Linked DNA regions of Mus musculus: region 1 is linked to region 2. The links are chromatin contacts, called in public Hi-C maps. All regions are on one chromosome and are shown on one strand. Each heading gives the region's core, a stretch centred on a gene start, on an enhancer-like site or on the middle of the called end of the contact. The rest is flanking DNA. Distances are from core to core; before and after follow the strand shown. Region 1 holds the start of Lyzl4 (lysozyme-like 4). Region 2 has its middle 40 kb from the start of Cck.

Region 1 (5,621 bases), core at 468-2,967, 50 kb before region 2:
TTCTTTGCTAACAATGGGCATGTATCGGTTCGCCTTACATTTCGTAGTTTAGCTGCATTTCTCAGGACTTTGCTGAGGCAAAACCCATGCTGAGACAAGACACATGGACGAACGTGATGTTTGGAGGTTATAAACAGGACTCCACGGAGTGATGGCGACAGAGCTAGACTTGCAGGTACAGCTAGCTGTGTAATGCTTGTGGGTCTTGTGTCTTTGCTGATCTTTGCCTCCCTGAGAGAGGCACAACTGAGAACATCTCCTGGCGTTCCTCCCTGGTCCATCCTCAAGCCAGGGCTGAGGCCTGGTTGTCTCTGCTAGGTTGTGCCACTGCTGTTGTTAACCCAACTTTACTGAACTGGACTGCTGGTCTATCCGTGAAGTGTTTGCGAGTGGATCGAGCTGCCACTGCCTGCTGACTTGTGAACCAAACTTTTGATTTCTAGGCAACACAGATGGGAGTTGCTCCAAAGAACCTTTCTAAACAGGTCCACTTCCTCTGTATCCTTTCTTTTCCACTACCTCTGAGTGGTAGGTTACAAGGAAGGTTAAAGCATTTACGGACCATCATTAAAAATAGGATTTGAAAAAATTAAAGTTATAATCGTGACAGCATAGAGGGGAGAGAGGTTTAGAGGATGGCAGTTTGCCTGCTTCTAAATCATTGTTCTACTTTAAAGCAATGGAAACTGTAAGTGATACACAGTGTAGTATATACTACACAACATACATGCACACACATAGTCATACATGCACACTCATACATGCCACACACACGCACACACACACGCACACACACATGCACACACACACACACACAGTCATACATGAACACTCATACACCACACACACACACTCACACACACACACACACACACACTGGTTGATAATTCTTAAAGACCAACACTGAATTTTGCTGATGCACTCATGGGTCTAAGCAGAAGTGTTTGTAGCTGGTTTAGTTTTTTTTCTTTTGTGTGTTTCCACTCTTATTTTAAATCAATCATGCAATTACCAGTTTTAACTGAGCTGGCTGGAACTACTTCCATGTTCCTACAAGTCAACATATCCTCTCCTATCTTAAGGTCTCTTATCATTTGAGACCTAATAATAACCCAAGGTGACATTTTCATGTCTCAGATTAGGTGGCCTAGATCCAAAAAGAGAGAATCCTTGATCCCGGGCCTTGCGATGGTTATGCTATGGCTGACAGAGCACTTCCCTGGCAAATGTGTCCCTGACATGACCCTTGGGACATCAGAATGTGTTACTAGCAAAATGGATTTTCAGATATGATTAAGGCTGAGTACCTCAAGAGGAGATTGCCTGAAGTCTGGGTGGACCAATCTAGTGACAAAAATCCTCAGAATAGTGGAAGAGAAAGCCTGAGGAGTTGACCTGAGGGACAGAGGTAGGACAGAGTCCTGGTGGGAGGGATTTGGACTCACCCTTGATGTCTTTGATGACCAGGAAGGGGAACAGAGTGAGGAGGGTGGGCAGCCCTCAGCAGTTAGGGTAACCTTCAGCCAACACTGCTGTATGAACAAGAAGTGGGCCATCTTTACTGTCTCCAGAAGGAGCCTGGCCCTGCCGGCACCCTGAGGCCCACGTCAGACTTCTCACACATCTGTCGCAGTGGCGGAAAGCTAATGTGGTCTCAGTGGTGATGATGGATTCCTTCTCCTTTCAGAACATTCTGGCTCACAGATGTCATAGAGAAGGTTCTAGAAGAGTTTCTCATGGAGCAGGATCGATGGTGTAGAAACTCTTGGGTGAAGACAAATGGGTTATTAAGAAAGTGGCATCTGAGAAAGTGCAGGGGACCCAGTGCCGGCAGAGTACCCAGCCTGCAAGCAACGTGGACTCCCTGCCGGGCTGGTAGGTGGGCCTTTGTGGGCAGAAGCAGAGACAGGCAAACGACATCTGGCTATAGAGCACATTTGTCAGCAAAGTCCCCTTTTGGTCATCTGGAGACACATTTTGGAAGGGTAAGCTTGCTTATTCTTTCAACAAGATCATCGAGAACCAGCAAGGTATTGGGTACTGGCCTCTGGGGAGGAGACGGCGTCATGCAAGCTTTCTGTATGAGACCAAGGTTATAAGCAAGAGAGCAAAACAACACAGTGACTGCTATTAGAATGTATTACAAAGACAACCAAGCCACCTTCCTCGACGAATCAGTGGCCATGGTTAAAACTGTGGTCATTGGAGTAGTCATGTAGGTGGAGGGAACAGCTGGCACAAAGGTGGCGGGAGTGGCGTGGTCCAGGGAACACGTGCAGGGAGCCTGTGGAAGAACAAAGTGGGAGGAAGGGTCTGGAGTGGCCTGAGGTCAGACTGAAGAGGGGCACAGGGGCCAGATCAGGAGGAATTGGACAAATGGTATGTGGAGGATGTTGTTAGAAACCCATAATTAGTCAGAGATGGTGATGACCTGGGCCAGAACAGTGGCAGGCAGGCAGATGAGGGGTGGGTAGGCCTTAGAACAGCATCCATGTTCCTGCTGAATTGGCTGCTGGAGGGAGGGAAGAGCTGAGACAGTGCCTAGCCTGGGAAAGACTAATGGTTCCCAAAATACTGTTTGCACAGCTAGAAAATGTCAATATGGTCTCTCTCCCCATGCATAGAAATTCAGTTATTAATGAGGACCAAGGGTGTACAACCAGGACTCAGAACGAGGCTGCCCCGAGCATGTAGTGCTTTCTATACTAAAATCATTTTCTCAGCACAATTAGGCAAGGAGTATTTTCCTCTGTGTGACAGGAAAGAGCTCTGAAGCACAGAGAAGTTGAATAACTTGTTAAGGTCACTGCTGGGGTCACTGCCATCCCAACTGCTGAGAGCAAAGCAGCTATTAAGGCCCAGGCTATCTGAGAACCAAGATACCACCTCCTGAGACGTGGTCAGGTGTACAACTAACCACGCAGCAGAATTAAACATGTCTGCCACCTTTGCCCCACTTAGAGGTTTCATCTAAGCTAAGTTCATGGCAGAGAGCAATTTTATTCTTCAGAGGACACTTTGCTTGTTACAGAGGGGACCAAATACCCAACAACCTAAAAATGGAAAGATTTATTTGTGGCTCTGGTTTGGTGGCACTGCCCAGTGTGGTAACAAGGCCACTAGGTGACGACTCACATTTATAAAAGCTCAAGGTGACTTGTCACATCGTATCTGCAATCAGGAAGCAGAGACCAGGAAGTGGGGCTGGTGTCACCTCTTAAAGGCTCGAAACCTTCCAGAAACAGCATCAGCAACTTGGGCCAACGGGTCAAACCAGAGAGTCTAAGGGCAACAGTTCATGCCTAAGCCACCCTCTATGTGTGTACCAGATCTCCAATACACAGAATAACCCCCCAAAAAGGACTTTCTAAGCCCAAGCCATGGCTGCAGGCTCCAGGAGGAAGAGACTGTCACTGGGAGAGTATACATATGTTTGAATGGCAACACAGTAGCATGAGGTGATTGTCACTGGTCTATAGTGACAGAGTGTGAGGCACACTGGAAGGAGGCTACACCCTGCTTTCCAGTCAATTATTCTGGTTTAAAGCATGGTTTAAAGCATGGGACAACAACCAAAAACAGGATTATCATTCCCTAGGGATCAGGGAAGGGACTGTGGGCAGCAAAGCCTGGGCAAGGGGAGGGAGACCTCAGGCAGGGTCGGTCAGTCTTCAGGAGTTGCACCAGGGGTGGGGGCCAGAAGATGGAGAGTGACGTGTGTGGGAATGGTGTGTGGGGGCCCTGTGGATAGGGAAGGCACCAAGGTGAGACCAGTAGGTGTATAGTGAAAGGGCGTGGCTCTTGCAGACAGGCCCAAGCAGGGAGTTTTGTTATGGTTTTCAGGGGCAGAGCTGATTCCTCTTGATGGAAAGACTCTCAGCTGGGTCTCTCAGTTATCCGAGAGACTGCAGGCTAAAAGGCAGCAGTGGAAGTAACTCACCATAAGCAGGAATGGCTTGCTCAGCAATGTACATGCAGTGAGCTGTCTTCCTCCCCCTCCTCCTCTTCCTCTGTTTCCTCTTCCGCTTTCTCATCCCCTTTCCTTCCATCTCTTCCTTCTTTCCTCCATCTTCCTGACCTCCCCCCACTCCCAGTGCCTCTCCTTTCCCTGGAAAGTCCAGTGTCCCTATGACCTTGGAAGGAGCTGCCTGAGACTCTCTGTTCAGCCGGCATCCACAGCTTCGAGCCACCAGAGCTTGGCGACGATGCAGCTGTACCTGGTGCTTCTCCTCATCAGCTACTTGCTGACTCCGATCGGTGCTTCCATCTTGGGGCGCTGCACAGTGGCTAAGATGCTCTATGATGGGGGCTTGAATTATTTTGAGGGCTACAGCCTTGAAAACTGTGAGTAGGACCCTTTCGGGCCATCTCTCTCTCACCTCCTTGATCTCCACCCCCACTGTCTCATCCCCTACCACCAGCATCTTCTTACCCCACACGCTGTTCCACCTCTTAGGGGTGTGCCTGGCTTATTTTGAGAGCAAGTTCAACCCCTCAGCTGTCTATGAGGACCCACAAGATGGCTCCACCGGTTTCGGCCTCTTTCAGATTCGTGACAATGAATGGTGCGGCCACGGCAAGAACCTCTGCAGTGTGTCCTGCACTGGTGGGTCCCTTTCTCTCCACTCCCTCTGCAGTGTGTCTTGCACTGGTGGGTCCCTTTCTCTCCACTCCCTCTGCAGTGTGTCCTGCACTGGTGGGTCCCTTCCTCTCCAGTCCTTCAGGGCACAGGAGCCTACAGACCTTCATGTTTGGAGGAGACAGGGAGAGGGAACTGGCTGTGCTTGAAGCTCATCTCTGGGAGGTGGAGTGCTAGCTAGTCTGACAGGAGCTTGAGAGAAAGGGTGTGTTAGTCTGAGAAGGATAAAAGATAAAAGCCAATGGGCCCAGAGATGCTGGGATGTCTGGGATGTTGGGAGCAGGGGCAGGGCACAGAGCTCAGGCAGCTCGAGAGTAGGAAAAGATTGCTCTGTCTGGTCCTATGTCACCCATGCATGTCCACTAGTTCCCTAAGGGGACCATACTGTCACCATGACAGATTAGAAGTAGTTATAAGGAGGAGACAGAAAAAGCCCAAAGAGGACATGTTGTCTGTCTCTTCTAAGGCACCTAAGAATCTCTGGCTAAGAGGAAGCAGCTGGCCAGGGTCCTTTCCTGTGTTCTGTGAGCTTCAGAGAGCTTTGTCAAGAGTTTTCCTAAGCCCTTGGCAGGTATCAGTTCAGTTAGTGCTCACAGCAGCCTCTCAGCCACTCTATAAACAGGCAAATTGGGGCCCAGATACAGCAAACCCATACCCAAGACCTCATGGCTATTGAGTGGAACTGGAGGCAGACACAAATGAAAAGTGGGTCACGAGTCAGGGCTACACCAAGAGGCTAGGCAAGGTGTCCCTGCCACCCGAGGTGTCTCTGCAGCAGAGGGTCTAGGTCCCAGCAGCCTCAGGCCTCATTAAAGAGAGCATTTCCCTCTACCGTGGTTGATGAGGAGAGTCCAGTGTTTTCAGCCTCTGTTAATGACAGGCCATGAGGGCAAGCAGTAGGAAGGGAGATTGTAGAATGGAGAGATACGCTTGCTGTCATCAGATGCTACAACATCAATCTATTTCCCTTCCCTCATAGCTT
Region 2 (5,900 bases), core at 1,193-3,692:
TACCTCTCCAATGCTGGGATTGCAAGTGTTTACATAGGTTCTGGGCATTTACTTGAGACCTAACGCTTGCATAGTAAACACAATCCTGGTGGAGCCATCTCCCCAGCTTTCACATTTGAACCTTAGCATCAATGACACTCTTGCCACCTAGTCAACAATGTGTTTTATCTATAAACGATTGTGGGCATTTTGCTTTGAAATTGTTTAGGAAAATTGATTTTCCAGAAGAGAACAAAACCATCAATGGTGGTTTTCTGTACCCCTAGAAAGCCATGGTGTCCCACCTGGTCTACTTTGAGATGCACGGATTGAAGCTGGAATGACAGAGCTGATAGCATGAGGGACTGACAGATGCCACCAGGGACTGAGTCAAGACTTCTTAGCTGTAAAGGTTTCCTCTCTTACCTTCAGGGTCAGAGCAGACAGGAGGAGCCCATGTGTGGCAGGGGATGGCTGGGCATCGGCCCTTCTCAGAGGAGCACAGAGACAGAGCAGTGAGCAACTGTCATCTCTAGTGGTTTTCACACTATCTATCATGCAGCTCCTTGTTGTACAGATTCACTCTCTTTCCAAAGCAATGAAAGTTTTCCTTTGTAATCGTCAAGCCTCTACATGCAAAGTGTTTAGTATTCTTGGGAAAGCCTGGTGAAAGACATCTTTGATAAAGTGGCAATCACTAGGCACTCAGCTTGTGCCTCGGGATCATTTATCACCTTACAATCAATGGGATTGATTTCATCTCTGAGCATTGTGACTCAGAGTGTTCCAGAGGCAACAGTTGCATTACTAAGTGTGACCAAGTTATTACTGTGAGAGGTGACAGATGGAATCTTGACAAGAATGGGGTTCAAGAACATCATGATCCCTGGATTCTTTCTGACCAGCCTCAAGACTGATGGAAAACAGCTCAAACCCCAAATTTACTGTCGTGTCTGTATCTCTCTTCTTGGAACTTAAGAACAGCCTTATTGACATTCTAATGGCCCAGTCACACTTTGTAGAAAGTGTGTATCTTCAGTTAAGATGACCAAGTATACTTTCTTGTCCCCACAAAACCTCTAGAAAGTGAGAAAAGTAAATCTTAAGCAAATCCATTGAAGTTCTGAGAAAAACCCAAAAGTCAGAAAGCAAATGGGACTAGGATGAGAATGCTAAAGCCCAGATCATGTAAGAGAGGGCTCTCAGAAAGGATGGTGCACAGTTAGAGGAACTCCATGTTTGAAGAAGCAGCTCTGGATGGGAAATGACGAAGGGAACATCCTTCCTTCTTATGCTAGGAGGGTGACAGTGCAGGGATGTGGATGCTAAGAAACACAAGTGTCCTTTGCAGTTGCTGATCCAGTAACAAGTTGTCGCCCATACTACCACAGACATGGAAATTCCTCACTACACAACCTCATCACCAATTATGGGCTGTGGTAAGGCAGACAGGCTTTCAGAACAAACTCAAATAAAACATGAACACTAAATCTCAATTTACAAAATATCTGGGGAAAAAATCTAGATTGTATGAATAAGACTTGTAAAACAGAGGAACAAACATCTAAGGAAGCCCAGACAACCAAACTGAATGTCACATGAAGATAGGAGAATTGGGGGCTGGAGAGGTGACTCAGTGGTTAAGAGCACTGACTGCTCTTCCAGGGAACCCGGGTTCAATTCCCAGCAACCATATGGCAGCTCAGAACTTTCTATAACTCCAGTTCCAGGGCATCCGACTCCCTCACACAGACATACATGCAGTCAAAACACCAATGTACATTTTTTTTTAATTGAAACATTTGTATCAAGCCTGTGGAGGTTTGAATGAGAATGGACCCCATAGGCTCATATGTTTGAATGTTTGGTCTTTAGTTAGAGGAGCTCTTTGGAAAGGATTAACAAGAGTAGCTTTGTTGGAGTAGGTGTGTTACTGGGGATAGGCTGTAAGGGTTCAGAAGCTCATTCCAGGCTCAATGTCTCTCCCAGTCTACAACTTGTGGATGAGGTGTTCGCTCTCAGCTACTTCTCCAGCAACATGCCTGACTTCTGTCACTCTCCCTGCCATGATGATGATCCACTGATCCACTGTAACTGTAAACAAGCCTCCAATTAAATGCTTTTCCTTGGCCATGGTGTTTCATGACAACCATAGAACAGTAATGAAGACAAAAATCAGTACCAGGAGTGGGGTGTTACTGTGACAGGTCTGACTATTCTACTTGTGGGTGGAATGTAGACACTGGGACTTTGTATTTAGGGAGTATTTGAATGTTATAAGTGGGACTTAATGGGCCATCCTAGTAGGAGCCTGGAAGATAGTAATGCTGAGAGTAATGTGGACTGTGCAGGCTGCTCAGCTCAAAGGGTTTCAGAAGGAAATATTATTAATATTTGCAGCTGGACTGCAGACCATTCTTGTAATATTTTGGCAAAGAATCTGGCTGCTTTTTGCTCTTCTAAAAATCTTCCTGAGGCTAAATTGAAGAGTTTTGAACTAATAATTGCCAGAGATTTCAAGACAGCCTTGTATTGATTGTGTCACATGGTTATTAGTGATCATTCTTACACAGACCTATAATGAAAAGAAGCAAATGGGGCAAAAGAAATATAAAATGCAGTCTGAGAAGAAAAGAAATTCCAGGAAATATAATGTTGTAGCCAAGACTTGTGCTCAAGGAAAGGAGAAGTTTACAGAGAAGTCTGATGATGCAAAATGAGATAAAAGGGAAGTAACCCCAGAGCAAGGCCATACTTGCCAAGGCCTGAGGGATTTCTCAGGCTTAAACAATAGTGGAAAGCTTATTGTAAATATAACTCAGAGGCGGGAGGAGCAGACATTAGTCCAAGCAGGCAGAAGAACTTGGCAGCTTGAGCAACCGTGTTTCTAGATTTAGAGTCAAGAAGAATATAGGTAAGGAGATGTACAATCATCCTCCAAAGCTCAGGAAAGCCCTTGGGTCCAGGTAAGTATCAGATGAGCGTCTACATGGAGGCCTGGAGAGGCCATTTTGTGAAGTTGTGAAGGTGAAGCCTGGATTGTGCTGGAGATCCCCAAGAAGTTAGAGATGCCAGAGTCATGGGATGGAGATTCCTAAGATGTTAGAGATGCCAGAGTCATGGATGCCTATCAAGGAGAGCAGCAGACCATCTGTGGAAACAAGGGAGAGAAGTGTGCTGCAGTCAACTAAGGTAAAGGAGTTGGAGATCTAAAGAGCAGTTTGACACCAGACACAGAGATGTAGAATGTAGAGTTTGTCTGCTGCTTTTTGGTCTTGTTTTGGTAAAATATCTGCTCATTTTACCCGTTCCCTCCATTTTGGAATGGTAACGAATAGTCTGATCATTGTAGGTTGGAAGTATATAATTTGCTTTTTATAAAATGATTCATTTATTTGCCTGGATGTATGTCTGTGTGAGTGCCAGGTCCCTTGGAGCTGTAGTTACAAACAGTTGTGAACTGCCATGTGGGTGCTGGGAATTGAACCAGGGTTCTGTGGAAGAATAGCAACCAGTACTCTTAACCACTGAGCCATCTCTCCAGCTTCATTTTTGTTTTTTAAGATTTTGTTTTTTTATTTTTAATCCATATGTATATGTTTGGGGTGGGTGGGTGTTAATGCAATGCCCATAGAAGCCAGAAGAGGTTGTCAGATCATCCCAAAACTGGAGTTACATGTGGTGTGAGCTAGCCCAAGTGAGTGCAGAGACTAAACTTATATCCTCTGTAATAGCAGCCGTCAGTGGTCTTAACCACAGAGCTATCTCTTCAGATCATCGTAATTTGCTTTTTGATTTTACATGGGGTTACAGTTATGAGATTGACTTGAAGAAGAAGCTTTGAAGTATGGACTTTTAAGCAGTGTTGAAACTGTTACAGACTGCTGGGGACTTTTGAAGTTGGACTGAACGTATTTTTGCGTTGTGATATGGCTAGGACCCTATGATGGCCAGGGAGTAGAATGTGGTGATTTGAATGAGAATGCTCCCCCTCCCCCAAGATCATCTGTTTGAATGCTTGGTCACCAATTAGTGGAACTGCTTGGGAAGGATTAAGAGGCGTGGCCCTATTGGAGTAGGTTTGGCCTTGTTAAAGGAGGCGTGTCACAAGAAATGGGCTTTGAGGTTTCAAAAGCACATACACACATACACATACACATACACACACACACACACACACACAGAGAGAGAGGGAGGGGGAAGAAGGGAGGGAGAGGAAGAGGGAGAGAGGGAGAGAGAATACAACCAAGTGTTTAGCAGAAGAGAAACATGGCTAAAGGGCAGACCATTGAGGTAGGAAATTATGCAAGAGAGTCTATCATCATATAGGGCAAACCGAGTAAGAGATGAACATGAAAGAGAAATTGAGATGTGAATTGTGGTATCAGTGGGTCATCATCATTAATGCGAGCTCTGGCTCATGGCATTACAGATACAGAGAATATGGACAGACAACTGAGTCAGCTCTCACTCAGTGCATAGCAAAACAGAAACCTTGCTGCATCTAAACCTGACCGTGAGTAAACTAGTCTACAGGAGGGATTTAGACTAAAGCCGTCTAAACGCTGAGTAAAGATGGGGGAATCGCCTAACGGACAATTCTGGCAGGAGGACAGAAGACCAGCACACTGAGAAGACTGTTTTAGCTTCCGTTCAGTCGCTCTGATAAAACTCGGGGACAAAAGTGGCTTGGGGGGGGGGGGGGGGGACAGGCTTATTCCACTTACAGATCTAGGTCACAGCCCATCATGGAAAGAAGCCAGGGCAGGACCTTGAAGGAAGGCCTTCACGCTATTCTACACAGCATTACCTCTGGCCAGGAACCTCAGAAGCCAAAGAACCATGCAACCACCAGGTTAGATGGACTGGTAGTAACCAGTCAGCTGTTTGCTGACTGGCTCAAGGAAGCTCACACCCAGTTATCTTTCTTATACATCCCTGGCCCTCCTGCCCAGGGAATGGTGCTGACCACAGTGGGCTGAATTCTCTCCCACAGTAATTAACAGTCCTGACAATCTTCCACAGACATGTCCTCAGGCCAGTTTTGATCTTGGGATTTCATCTGAGACTCATCTACTGACCAATTTCTAGGTTGTATCAAATTGGCAATTTAAGATAGAAGGGACAGGATATGCATATTAAAGATTGCACTCATGTAGGATCAAGTAGGGGCCAGCACTCTGCTGGAAGCTGAACTAAAGGCCATTTATGTTACTCGTTGTCAAAGAACTTGTCAACATTTTCCCTGTGTCCTGGAAATTTGAGTGAAGCTGAGTTTTAAAAAATGGGATAATTAATTTGGCAGAGCAGTGTTCACGACATTGGGGGTGTGGCGTGGTTATTCCTCGGCTGCTTTTATCTTGCCTTACAGTGAGACTTGGGACTAAAGAGCAGAGCAGAAGGATTTGAAAAACACCCAGTCGAGCTAAGGAGAGGAATGAGTTAAAGTTTGCATACATTGTGTGTGGTCATCAAAGAGACTGAAGCCATTAAAATGAGGCCTGGCGCTTTCCATGGAGGAAATAGGAAAGAAATCAGCCCCATCTGCTGTAGGCTCCCGAGTGTAATAAGAAGTTCATTGTAGCCCAGGCTGGCCTTGAACTCATGATCCTCCTGCCTCAGTCTCCTGAGTGTTGGGATTACAGATGTGTACCACTGCATCTGCCACCGCCGAATGTTTCTTGTTAGTTGAAGGATGATTCCTGTCTTGGGAGAAATTGCCTGCTCTGACAGACAGGAGCAGTCTGAGTTCCCTGAAGGGCAGATCATGAAGCCCTCACAGGGGGATGAGAGAACTTGGCCTCACTGAAGAGGAAGCCACAAGAAAGTGTAAGATGGAAGGGTTGAATTTGACACTAGTACAACTCTAGGGCAATGGCCAATGGATGTCATTGGGAAAGTGTTTCAAATACAGCGGTGGC

What was found. Hi-C and Micro-C count contacts between places; a contact is called where the count stands out from the background.
Region 1: a contact with region 2 is called in a Hi-C map of bone marrow-derived macrophages, with 53 read pairs. The contact joins the promoter of Lyzl4 here to the enhancer-like site in region 2. A contact is called at or near these places in 9 of 39 promoter capture datasets (3T3-L1-derived adipocytes, the HPC-7 cell line, cranial neural crest and 4 more), 1 of 15 datasets of contacts at CTCF or cohesin (the NIH/3T3 cell line), 3 of 484 Hi-C or Micro-C datasets (bone marrow-derived macrophages, macrophages and nephron progenitors) and 2 of 115 datasets of contacts at active chromatin or transcription factors (embryonic stem cells and microglia).

The regions. Positions count from the first base shown.
Region 1 is chr9:121,583,057-121,588,677 of GRCm38.p6, reverse strand. It overlaps Lyzl4 (lysozyme-like 4), which reads left to right and starts at 1,717. Exons shown (of 5, transcript NM_001382835.1): 1 at 1,717-1,985; 2 at 4,095-4,344; 3 at 4,457-4,606; 4 at 5,619-5,621. The coding sequence starts at 4,206. It overlaps Lyzl4os (lysozyme-like 4, opposite strand), which reads right to left and starts at 1,658. Exons shown (of 4, transcript NR_040740.1): 1 at 1,446-1,658.
Region 2 is chr9:121,533,108-121,539,007 of GRCm38.p6, reverse strand. No RefSeq gene overlaps it. Among named protein-coding and RNA genes, the nearest start is that of Cck, 40 kb to the right of the region's middle. Within about 2 kb of position 2,442, at least 4 of the 459 cell types and tissues checked have an H3K27ac peak or open chromatin away from gene starts, as enhancers often do. A contact at or near this core is called in bone marrow-derived macrophages and microglia, where this site is marked.